Regions from separate parts of the Gossypium hirsutum genome. Here region 1 is linked to region 2. The links are chromatin contacts, called in public Hi-C maps. All regions are on one chromosome and are shown on one strand. Each heading gives the region's core, a stretch centred on a gene start, on an enhancer-like site or on the middle of the called end of the contact. The rest is flanking DNA. Distances are from core to core; before and after follow the strand shown. Region 1 holds the start of LOC107951271 (ETO1-like protein 1). Region 2 holds the start of LOC107950887 (pentatricopeptide repeat-containing protein At3g63370, chloroplastic).

Region 1 (5,794 bases), core at 3,194-5,693, 310 kb after region 2:
AATATAAAGTTACATTATAGCAGAAACGGCCAACCAGGCATTGTAAAATTTCATAACCAAAAACTCTCAAAAACAGGATAAATTACAGAAGGAACAATGATACCCACACTTGGCTATGTATACTTTTTCAAAATCTCTTCCTCCCCAACCCCAACCCTTTTATGTTATCATTTCTTTCTTCCTTTTTTCGCCATTTTACATTTAAACCTAAGAAAATAAAAGAAACCAAAAAAGGAAGAAGAGAGATTTAAGGTTCATGGCTGTTTACACGGCTGTGTAGTTCTAACATTTCTTGATGATTCGGGTCTATGGAGAGGGCAGCTCGACAATCTCGGAGGGCAGCCAAGACATCACCGACATGCTCATGGAAGGCTGCCCGTAGGTGAAGAAGGTGAAGATCTGCTTTGAATGCAATAGCTCTCGATAGTTCAGCAATGGCTTCCTTCTCCTTGGAGCTGTCCATTAACACTGTTTGACACAAGCAACATATTCTTTAGTATCAGCTACAATAGAACTTTCTATTGGCAGTATTATTTGGCAAAAGGAATAACATTTTCTGACCCGCAGCTCGGTATCGGTAAGGATACACACGGAGTGGATCTAATTGAGTGACCATCTCAAGGTCTGCCTTGGTGAGGTCACGGTCACAGTACTCGGACCTCTTTTCGTAGGCAGATGCATTGTTTTTAGCCTTTTCAATCAGTTTAGTCATTTCCTCATATGCTGCAGCCTTGTTGTTTCTGAGAAAATGTACTCGTGCAAGGCCTTGATGGGCTCTGGTGTGTCGTATTTTAAGGGCATTAATGTAGCAATCGGCTGCTAAGTCCAATTTTCCACAATCAACGTACACACTTCCAAGATTGTTCAGAGCCTGAAAAAGAAAAAGGAAAAAAAGGCCCAAACAAGATAATACATACATGCCGAAAACCGAAATGTCCTGCCTCCTATGCACGTTTTCTAACAATAAAACTGAAATCATTGAAAGACATGATTTTTGCTAGTGATACAACTACTTGATGGAGACAAAGAATATATCTTTTTGCTTTACTGAAAAATATTTACGAGAATACGATTGTACGCCCTAGAAGAAACTGTTGTGACAAAAAGGATTTTTCTAATGAAAAAGATAGGGCAAAAGAAACCTTACTTGACCTTTCCGAAGATTATCCGAGGGGCATTTCAAGGCATTTTCAAGCAATGAGATAACTGTTGAAGAACATGAAAAATCCATGCTAGAGTCGGCCAATGCATAAGCTTTAAGGAAGAAGGCTTCAAATGATCTCTTGGTTCTAATAGACTCTTCCGCTTTTCCAAGCGCTTCCTCACAGTGACCGGTATCATATAGGATCCATCCCTCATAAACTAGGCGTTCATGTTCATTAGACGCATGTTGACAAGCTAATTCTAGACTTCGCATAGCCGCATCAGGACAATTTAACCTGATCAACTCAAGGCACCAAAATCATTGCAAGTCATATAAGCATAAGTCTGGCATTCATAAGTACTTATTAGAGGCATTAACATGTTTCTTTTTCAAAAAAGTTAATGCTCGGTTTTGTAAAGTTCGGAAGATTGAGGATACCTGAGGAGAAGTAATGATTGTCGGAAGTATAAAACACCTTTCGCCTCACCGGATTCAAGCATTTGGTAGATTACAGAGAGAGATCCTATATCATCTACAGAAGACCACCTATCATATAGCTGCATCCAACAATCTGCTGTTGTCCAGTTGTCAACATGCTCATGCACAAGTGTACGGAGCTGGGATGCTGCCACTCGTCCCTCGAACATTCTGTAATCTGGGGAAAGTGTTAGAATTACCTGAACATCGCGCAAGGCTGCTTTGTAATCCTCATTAGCCAAATAAAGACAAAATCGGAGTTCCAAGCATTCTAGAGCAAGTTTAAACCCAAGAACTCGGTTGATCTCACCAAGAGCAGCTTGAACATTCTGTTTCATCGTTAGGGAAGCAGCCCGATACATGTAGGGGTAGGTAAGAGTTGGGTCCAGTTCGGTTGCTTTCTCGAGGTCTTCCCACCTCTTATCACCCTCACAATATAATGACCTCTCCTGATACATCCATCCTAGTGGATTAACAGAAGAAATCACCGAGCTAAGCTTCTCATAGGACCAAAGTTTATGACCCTTAATGTAACCCAATCTAGCCAAACCTGCTATAGAGTAAACATGACCTAAACCTACAGCTCTCTCAAAAAGACTTTCAGCTTCATCATACTCTTTCCTTAGAAGCCTTACACATCCCAACTGATGAAAAGCTAACAGTCTCTGCCTGTCGGTTTCAGCAGATTCAATCAATTGTTCTAGGAAACAAACAGTGTTATCAGATCGAGGATCGAGGTTCATGGCTACTTCACTTAATAAACAGTAAAGAGAAAAACAGGCCTGTCCAGCCATGATCAACCTCTGCTGTCTATCGGCATGGCTAAATATTTCCACTACTCTTTCATCATTCAAACAATCAGGCAGTTCGTGTAGAAAAACTTGCAAACATGATGCAGCAAGTACAGGAGAATTCTCTTCAATGGCATATTCCATAAGCTCCACAGCATCATCTTTGGTGCAAACTGAAGATGCGAGTTTCCTATCACAAGCGTCTTTGAGTCTCTCACAACAAAACTTGTTTGCAAAAACTAATATTTCTAACAAAAGATCAGGTGGGACATCACTCAGGCAGCCCGTCACACTGAACACACTGATGGTCCTCAACCCCAATGGGGAGATATTATTTTCAGATAAATCTATGTCCTCGCAAAGCGATTCATTGAAGTAACCATTAAGCATAGCATGAAAGGGGGCTGAAAGAGAAGCTATTTTCTGCCTACGGCAAACTATTTTCTCATCTCCTATCCAAAAGTTCACATTTTTCAGGCTCTTTTCCCCATCCGTCACAACGGTCTCCTGCGAAGCCCCATCCACCTCAACCGGAAACTGAGAAGCAACATCCATCGGTCCAAACTCTTGTGCACATTTATTGCAAGTTGCAAGCAAGTCAACAATAAGTTCTTCCCCTTGCTTCTCATACTTCAACCATGCCACAAACACAAGCCTCTCATGGACCGTCCCAGCCTTCTGCCAAGCAGACCGGAGGCTTCCCCGCATCAATTTGGTTTCCCCAAGCCCTCTAAAGATCTGAAATTGTAATAAATACAGATTCGACCTCTCTTGCAAAGAACACGATTCGAGTTCTTCATGAATTTGAGCTAAGACTTCTACATAATCAACAGGTTTAAAGAATGGCACTATGGGTGGCTCAGGAACCTTGATAAATGATTCTCTACAACAATTATACCAACAAAACAATCTCAATAAAAAAAATGAAAACCATAGAAGAATCCCAGAAATGAACCAAAAAAAAAAAACTTACATGGATGAAGAGGCGGTGGTACATGAAGATGATAGTTTGGAAAATTTCCCTCTTTCAACTTGGAGCCAAGACTGAGGATTAATGGCATTGAGCTGTGTTTCTTTACATGAATCAGATGGAAGGAAAGCCCTCATTGGGCATAACAGATTAAACAAGTCCCAGATCTCCACAATAGCCAAATTGGGTCTTTTCTCAAAAACTCAAAAAGTAAAAATAAACCAACAAAAAATCCTTCAAAGAAAGGGAGAAACACAGAAGTAAAAAGAGGAAAAACAGTCACACTAATCCTATTTAGTAAATGAAAAAAGAAAAGCACTTCCTACCTCACCAAGCAACAAAGTTTCTATTGTAAACATTTAATACAAGCAAACAAAATTCCAGAAACAAACAATCATTCACTATATTTTCAATATGGGTATCTTATAACAAGCTGGGACAACCAAGAATTTACACAAAAAATAGTGGGCTTCACAGTAAAAAAAAAAATTCCTGGTTGATTCTATTCCACAAAAGAAAAAAAATGAAGATCAACTAAGTTTTGGTGTTAAAACAATTAAGTAAATGGTCTTTGCTAAAAAGAAAATAGTTTTAAAAAAAAACTAAATTAGAAACTACCAATTAGCCACCAACATCTAACAGTTAACCAAAGATCTTTACCCCAAAGGCTACCAAAACCCAAATTATAGCCTTTAACAATAAAGCCAAAATTTTTTTTTAAAAAAACAACAATAAAGCCAAAACACCTTAACAAACACACTCTTATGATAGAGACAGAGAGAGAATTGGATTTTGGGGGTTTGGAAAATTTGAAGAAAAAGCAGAGCTGAGACTTTTTAGAAGGCAATGGGATGGGAGATCAAAGTTTGAACGAAGTGTGGGAATCCAAAAGGGAAAATATTTTCTTAGTTTTCCACCTTCCTATGCTTTTTGTAACGTTTCTTTTGTTTGGTAGAAGGGAAAGTTTTTCCTTTTACTTTTTTCTCACACTTTTCCTTGCGTTGGAGACCAGAAAGATTGCAGGCATCTACTGTTTGTTGGAAGTACCCCCAAAGAATAACTAAAATAAACATCAATCCATATATTAATTACATATACATACGTGTCATAGGTCTAATTTTACTTTCAGTCCCTATACTCTTTGCAATTTTAAATTTTAGTCAATCTATGTTTATAATTTAGTTTTATACCTGTCTATAGGTAAATATGCATTTAGTATCTGAATTTGGCTTCAAGGTTCAAATTGGTATCTAAATTTTCTTTTTCTGTTCAAATTAGTACCTGAACTTAGCTCCATAGTTCAAATTGATTCAAATAAGTCATTTACCATAAGTACTAATTTGGATGATAAAGCCAAGTTTAGGTACCAATTTGAACCAAGAAACTAAGTTCAGGTGCCAAATTGGACTAAAATAAGTTTTAGGTACCAAATTTAACCTTAAAGCCAAGTTCAAGTACCTAATTAGACAAAAAAACCCTTAAGTATTAATTTGAACCCTGAAGCAAATTTCAGGTACCAAAATGTGTTTTATTCCCTTGTTTAATTTAACCAGTAAATTTCAATAGACAATATTGTGAATGCACTCCCCTTAATTTTAAATATGTATAATTTGGAGGGTTAGTTTTTTTTTTTTAATTATCATGTGTTTTTTTATTTGCGGAGTAGTTTATTAAATATTTTCTCAAATTTTAATCATTTGAAATTATTTTAATGTGAATAATTGAATAGATTTATATTTGATGCATTGTCTGTGTATAAGTATATATTATTAGTGAATTATATACCACCTATTAAAAAATATATATTTATATTAAACCTTTAATTGAGTTAATGTCACGAGTCAATCAAAGCATCAACTTAGTTAAAAATTATTAAAATGACATTTTGCATACAAAATAAGTTATATAATCATGAGTGCACCTAACTAAGGGTTGAATAGTCTGCTTGGCCCAGTAAGCTCAGCCTGATTCAAGTTGAGCTTGGACAATGATTTTTTCACTTCGGCCCGACATGAGCCTACCCAATTTCAATTTAAATAATAAAAAATATTTTTAAAATTAAAATTAAATTACAAAAATATATAAAATAGTAACTAAAATATATTTTTCATATTATATTAATTTTTAAATAGTAAAATGAATTTTTTGGCAACCCGGCCCGAAATCAAGTTTGGGCTTGACAATATTTGAGAATCAGGCATTGACTTAATCCGGCCCATGGTTACCTCTAATCATGAGGATATTTTTGTCTTTTTATATTTTTTTATATAAACTCAATAAATTTTTAATCTTAGTGATATTTCAACCTATGATGTATAATGAATTTTATATATTTAATTTTACCATTTTAACTAAATATTCGTTTGATTTTTATATAAACTTTTGACATTATTAATTATATAATTTTTTTTC
Region 2 (5,918 bases), core at 2,754-5,253:
AGCTTTAAAATCTAAACAGTGACAAAAAGGAAAGGAAAGCAATAATCGCCGAGACCCAATGAGCGAGAGGGTATTTCAGTGGAGTAACGATGTGAGAAACTGATATACACATAATATATATATGTATATATATATTAAGTGGCAACTGGGGAAGCTTCCTCAGCTAGGACCCGCCTTTTTTAAGACATGAAACTGGAAACTTGTTATAAAAGGTTGCTCATTTCTTAAGTTCTTTTCAATTTTTTTTCATGTACCTATAACATCCACGTATAATTCTAACCTGCAATGAATTCTTCACTTTGATTCATTGGACTTTGCTATTTTGTTCATAAAAACGTTTTGAAAGTTAAAGTTGAAGAAGGCGAGATTCATAACTTCTCTTTAAGACCAAAACACAAGACATGTCCAACTTGTGCACGGTCATCCATTTCGAGTACAAGTTGTGGCATGGTGGAGAGGATTTTCATCGCAAGGCACTTTTTTCCCGTTGGAGCCTTTTGGTCCATTTCCTCCCTCTCCATTAACATGTTCACTTTCATAATCCATCATCACTTTCTATTTAGCACAAGCAGCCACCTGCGGCACGGCAGAGCGATGAAGATTGTGTTAAATGCTGACCAGAGATTATCATCAAGCAGATTCACTGCATTTTCATGGGGCAAATTTTGTGAAGGTATTGATTTACTCTAGTGGAAACAAAACATTTAAAATATCTACATTCAATATGAATTCATTGTTTCCAGTCGTGTTAAAATCATAATATACAACAATAATGAATCAGCCATGCAATGAGCGAAAACAGGAGTCAATATGATTACATATTCATCCCCATTTTAGGCACTTCTTCTAGCATGGCGCATGCAATTTCCATCCAAAACAGGGGTATATTAGTAATATCTTGCAATTGAATCATTATTGGCAATCTTGATAGCAGCTTTGGCATATCAGCCTTCGAAATGGGGCGCTGCCACCAGGGTAATGATCATAATTCTATTCGCTCTTAGCAGATTTGAACCAGAACGAATGACATAAAGAAAAACGGCTTGATCAACTGAGAATGATTCCAATACCTTCAGCAAGAAGAATGTCGAAAAGTCCAATTCAAATAATTGGATGTAACATTCACCAGAAATCCCCACAAGAACAAACCCCATCCTCAAAATGGTGAAATCTATTGGCATCCCTCACAAGTAGTTCCCGTCCAAAGAGTTTAGAGACTAACTTACAGAAAGTATGGCAATCACCACAGACACGTAGATTCTTTGTAACCCGAATGGGGGTTTGCTCAGCAGTCTTGAGCAGACCATATGCAATGGCTAATCTTTCACTGTGCCCATATAGCATCTTAACTTTCTCATTTTCCTCCACATTGTGCAAAACAAACTTTGTTTGAGCTATATAACCTCCTTCCTTCTCCAGCTTTTCCGTGATTTGATCCAATTTCTTGGTTATATGATGACACTCTGGATGACACTTGTCTCTTGCCATGAAAGTATGAATCCCGTTCCCCACCTCAATCCAACTACATCCAGGACTTTTCTTCAGGCCTCGCTCCTTCATTCTACTTCTAATTTTTTCAGCATCTTTACATCTTCCTTTAGCTGAAAAGACATTAGAAACAAGCACATAATGTCCGGGATTTGTGGACCCTAACTCCAAAAGTTTCTGCACTGCAATTTCTCCTAGTTCTTGATTTGAGTGTACTTGGCAAGCCCGAAGGAGTGCACACCAAATTTCAGCAGTAGGTGCCATCTGCATGCTTTTCACAAATTCAAATGCCTCTTCTAAGCAATTTGCCCGACCAAGGAGATCAACCAGACAAGCATAGTGCTCTGGCCATGGTTCCAATTGATATTCATATTTCATGATCTCAAAAAATTGTCTACCTTCAGCAGTCAGTCCTGAATGGCTGCAAGCATATAGAACTGACAAAAACGCTACATGATCTGGAGTGAGATTTTCCTTCATCTTATTGAATAAATCAATGGCAACTTTTCCATGGCCATGCATTCCATATGCATTTATCATGCTTGTCCATAGGACTAAATCTTTACTTTGAATAGACTTAAATATTGTGTGTGCATTCTCAACCATTCCACATCGAGAATACATATCCACAAGAGAGCTGGCAATTGATCCTTCGGAGAAGTTATGCCTAATAATAAAGCCATGGATTTCTTTCCCATACTTCAAGGCAGACAAACTGGAAGCAGCAGAGAGTGCACTTTTTAATGCAATAGAATCAGGGTGAATATTAGTTTTGTTTAGGATATGGAACAGTTCAAGAGCTTCATTAGCAAGCCCATTGTGGACATATGCAGAAATCATGCTTGTCCAAGACACAACATCTTTAAACTGGATTGACTCAAATGTTTGCACAGCATAGTCTATGTTTCCACATTCTCCATATACATCAACAATCATGTTTTGCAGCACAACATCAGACAGGCCTCTTCTCATAATATAACCATGAATTTCTTTCACTTGGGACACACACGCCAGTTCACTACAAGCCAGCAGTATACTACCTAGCATCATGGGATCAACATCAATATCTATTAATTGTACTTCTCGGAACAATTCAAAAGCCTTTAAAGCATAACTGTTTTGTGCATAGCCAGCAATGACAGTAGTCCAAGAAATTAAATCTTTATCGGGCATCCTATTAAAAGCATAGCCCATGTAGTTCACACAAGAACACTTTGCATACATATCTATAAGAGTATTTCCAACCTGCAAGTCTAAATCAAATCCAATTTTTATTGCATAAGCATGCAATTCCATACCATTCAATAGGTAACCCATTCGCCCACAAGCTACCAAGATGCTTATTACTGTAACCTGGTCAGGTTTTTCACCAGCATTCTGAAAATCATGGAAGAAATGCAAAGCCTCACTGCACATACCATTTTGGATAAACCCAGTAAGCACAGAATTCCAGGCTACTTTATCCTTTTCTTCCAATTTGTTAAAAGTTCTTACAGCCTCACTCATCTTACAACATCTGACATACATAGCAACCAAAGCACCAGCAACATAAGCATCAAGAAGCTGAGCTGATTTCAACACAGCAGCATGTATCTCCTTACCTAATTTCCTAAAGGAATAATCTCCACAAGCCTGAAGACAAGCAACAGCAGTGTAAGTATTAGAGTCAAGACCAGCCTTTTGCATTTCCCTGAAAAGTTCCAATGCTTCCATAGATCTTCCATTTGAAGAATATGCTGAAATTATAGAATTCCATGAAACTACATCGTCTTTTTGATCTATTCTCCCGAATAATCTCCTTGCTCCAAAAAGATCATCACATTTGGCATACATAGCAACTAAAGAATTGACAACACAAACAGTAGAATCATACCCAAACTTGACAGCCAGACCATGAATTTCAGCCCCTAAATAGAGATTTTTTAGCAAACCACTAGCTTTAAGCAGAGAAGGAAAACTATAAGCATCAAGAGGAACTCCCAAAACCCGCATTTCTTTATAGGTTTGAAGAACTTCAAAAGGTTTCCCATTTGAAACATAAGCTCCTATCATAGCATTCCAAGTAAAAATACTTCGTTGACCTATTTGATCAAACACTTTCTCCGCATTCCGAACTGACCCGCATTTTCCATACATAAACACAAGCTTAGTAGCTAAAAACATGGATTCGGAGACGGAACAAGACTTTATCATGTGGGCGTGAATTTGTAGCCCCTGAGAAAGAGCTTTCTTTTGAGCACAAAGTTCAAGAACCGGGGCATAAGTCTCGTCCGGGTGATCATTGGATGAAACTGGTAGCGATTGAAATGCTTCCTTGAGGTTTCCTCGAAGGCAAATATCCTTTAAAGTATGGGTTTGGATGGGTTTACGAGAAAAAGATGGGATTTTGAGAGTAGGGTTTATTTGTGTTTGGATTAACATAGGGGGGTGAGCGAAAATTGAAGAGCAATTATTAGTGTGCAGATGAACCAAAGAAGCGGGCATTAGAGGGCAAGTGCAGGACAGGACGACGCTCAGTGTAAGATAAGACTGCAGTCGCATGATCAATGGTATTGTTATGGAATAACATTTCGAATTGATTAATATAATGAATAATAACTAATGAAATCTCAAGCCGTCTTAGCTCAGCCGGTAGAGCGCGCGGCTTTTAATCACGTGGTCGTGGGTTCGATTCAAACAGACGGCCTTTTGTTGATAATTTCATCAGCTCAATTTTACTTTTTCTTGTTGTCTTTCAAGATCTGGTCACGTGGAGAAGAGAAAAAGGAAAAAATAGAACATTCTTTGAGGTTTATTTTATTTTATTTATGTTTAAAGTAAGGGTTAATATTTAGTATATTGGTAGTGTATTTTTTTATTTTATAAATAGTTTTAAAAAGTTATATGTGTTTCTTTTTTAAATATAATTTTTTAATATTTTACTATATTTTATAGGACACTTCTCAACTCCCTAATCTTACTTGTGAAGTATAAAAACTTCACTACTAGTGTATCAAATATTTTCTTTTAAAGTATTAGGGTAAAATAAAAGAATAGCCATCCAACTATATCTTTAGTTCTATTTTAGCCACTCTACTGCTAACTTTTTTATTTAACCACTCAACTTTTCGAAATTAAATATTCTAATCACTCTCCAATTAGATGTTGTTATTAAACGAGTGATGAAGAACTGATGTTGGCCATTTTTATTGGCTTAATAACAAATTTAGCCTTAAAATGTTTACACATTCTATCAACTTGATTCTAAATCTAAAAAAACTCAACAAATAGTCCTCAATGTTTACAAAAATTTGTCCTTTTAGTTCAAAGTCTAAAAATTCAATAAATTTAGTCTCAAATTTACAAAATTTGTCAATTTAGTTTGTAATAGCCCTCACCCAATCCAAGTAAAAGATGTTACATTTAAACATTAAACTCACCACTTAAACATATTCTTGTTTCATTATAATCAAGGTAACTTATAGAACAAAACATTATTATTTATACATAATTCACTTTTTTTTTTACTAATAAACCTAAGTACATGCTAAACTAAATCCAAAATATATATACCAAATTGCTTGAACTTGAAGTTGAGGAGTGATGTGATTCAAACCGAAGTAGCAATCCTCGACTCTTTTCAAAACTTATCTATCACCTATGCATTTAAAACAAATGCGTTAAGCTACGTGAATAGCTAGTAAGTACTCAACTGGATTCAATCTTACCATTTTGATATATATACAATTCAAGTAAAATTTTAATAATATTTATTCACATAGTTTCTTTCACTAATATGCTTAAAATTTCAATTCATTTTCGAAAACATAAAATCATTTAAATTAATTTTCTAACTTATAGTTTTTACTTTAACACATATAGTCACTAATCAACTTTCACATTCACATAAATCTTTGTCTCATGTCACAAACATAACATAAACTCTTAAGTCACATGTTTCACTTAATACTTAATTCACATGTGTTACTGAAACACATATATCATTATAACACTTTTACTTAATTCACATGTATTACTGAAACACATATATCATTATAACACTTTTACTTTCACATAACACTTTTGCAGTCCTTAGTGAGTCTTAAAAAATTTCAATAATTTCGATACATTAGGTCAAAACAGAACTCTTGACCTTTAATGGAACTCTAATAACAAAACTCCATTAAACACATCACATAACCCACTTCTCCTCTCCTAATCCCCTTTGTTCAACCTTAAAATCATTTCATTATCATGTATCATATTTCCTATAAGTCCACTAATGCATTTATTCACATATCACTTTCATATAACATACTTGAATATCACAAATATATCATTTGTATCATATGACTTATTTACTTTGAATCACACAAACACATTTACTACATTTTTATTTCACATATTCACTTTATTCATAATTCATAAAAATACAAACATAACATATATTC

What was found. A called contact is a pair of places that touch in the nucleus more often than the background predicts.
Region 1: a Hi-C map of leaf shows a contact between it and region 2, with 1.5 times the contacts expected there. The contact joins the promoter of LOC107951271 here to the promoter of LOC107950887 in region 2. A contact is called at or near these places in 2 of 34 Hi-C or Micro-C datasets (both in leaf).

The regions. Positions count from the first base shown.
Region 1 is chrA08:11,484,671-11,490,464 of Gossypium_hirsutum_v2.1, forward strand. It overlaps LOC107951271 (ETO1-like protein 1), which reads right to left and starts at 4,444. Exons shown (of 5, transcript XM_016886269.2): 1 at 3,386-4,444; 2 at 1,583-3,295; 3 at 1,148-1,439; 4 at 562-871; 5 at 1-468. The coding sequence starts at 3,519. The coding sequence ends at 248.
Region 2 is chrA08:11,175,926-11,181,843 of Gossypium_hirsutum_v2.1, forward strand. LOC107950887 (pentatricopeptide repeat-containing protein At3g63370, chloroplastic) reads right to left here and starts at 4,004. Exons shown (of 1, transcript XM_016885810.2): 1 at 695-4,004. The coding sequence starts at 3,972. The coding sequence ends at 1,123. It overlaps TRNAK-UUU (transfer RNA lysine (anticodon UUU)), which reads left to right and starts at 4,102; the gene lies at 4,102-4,174.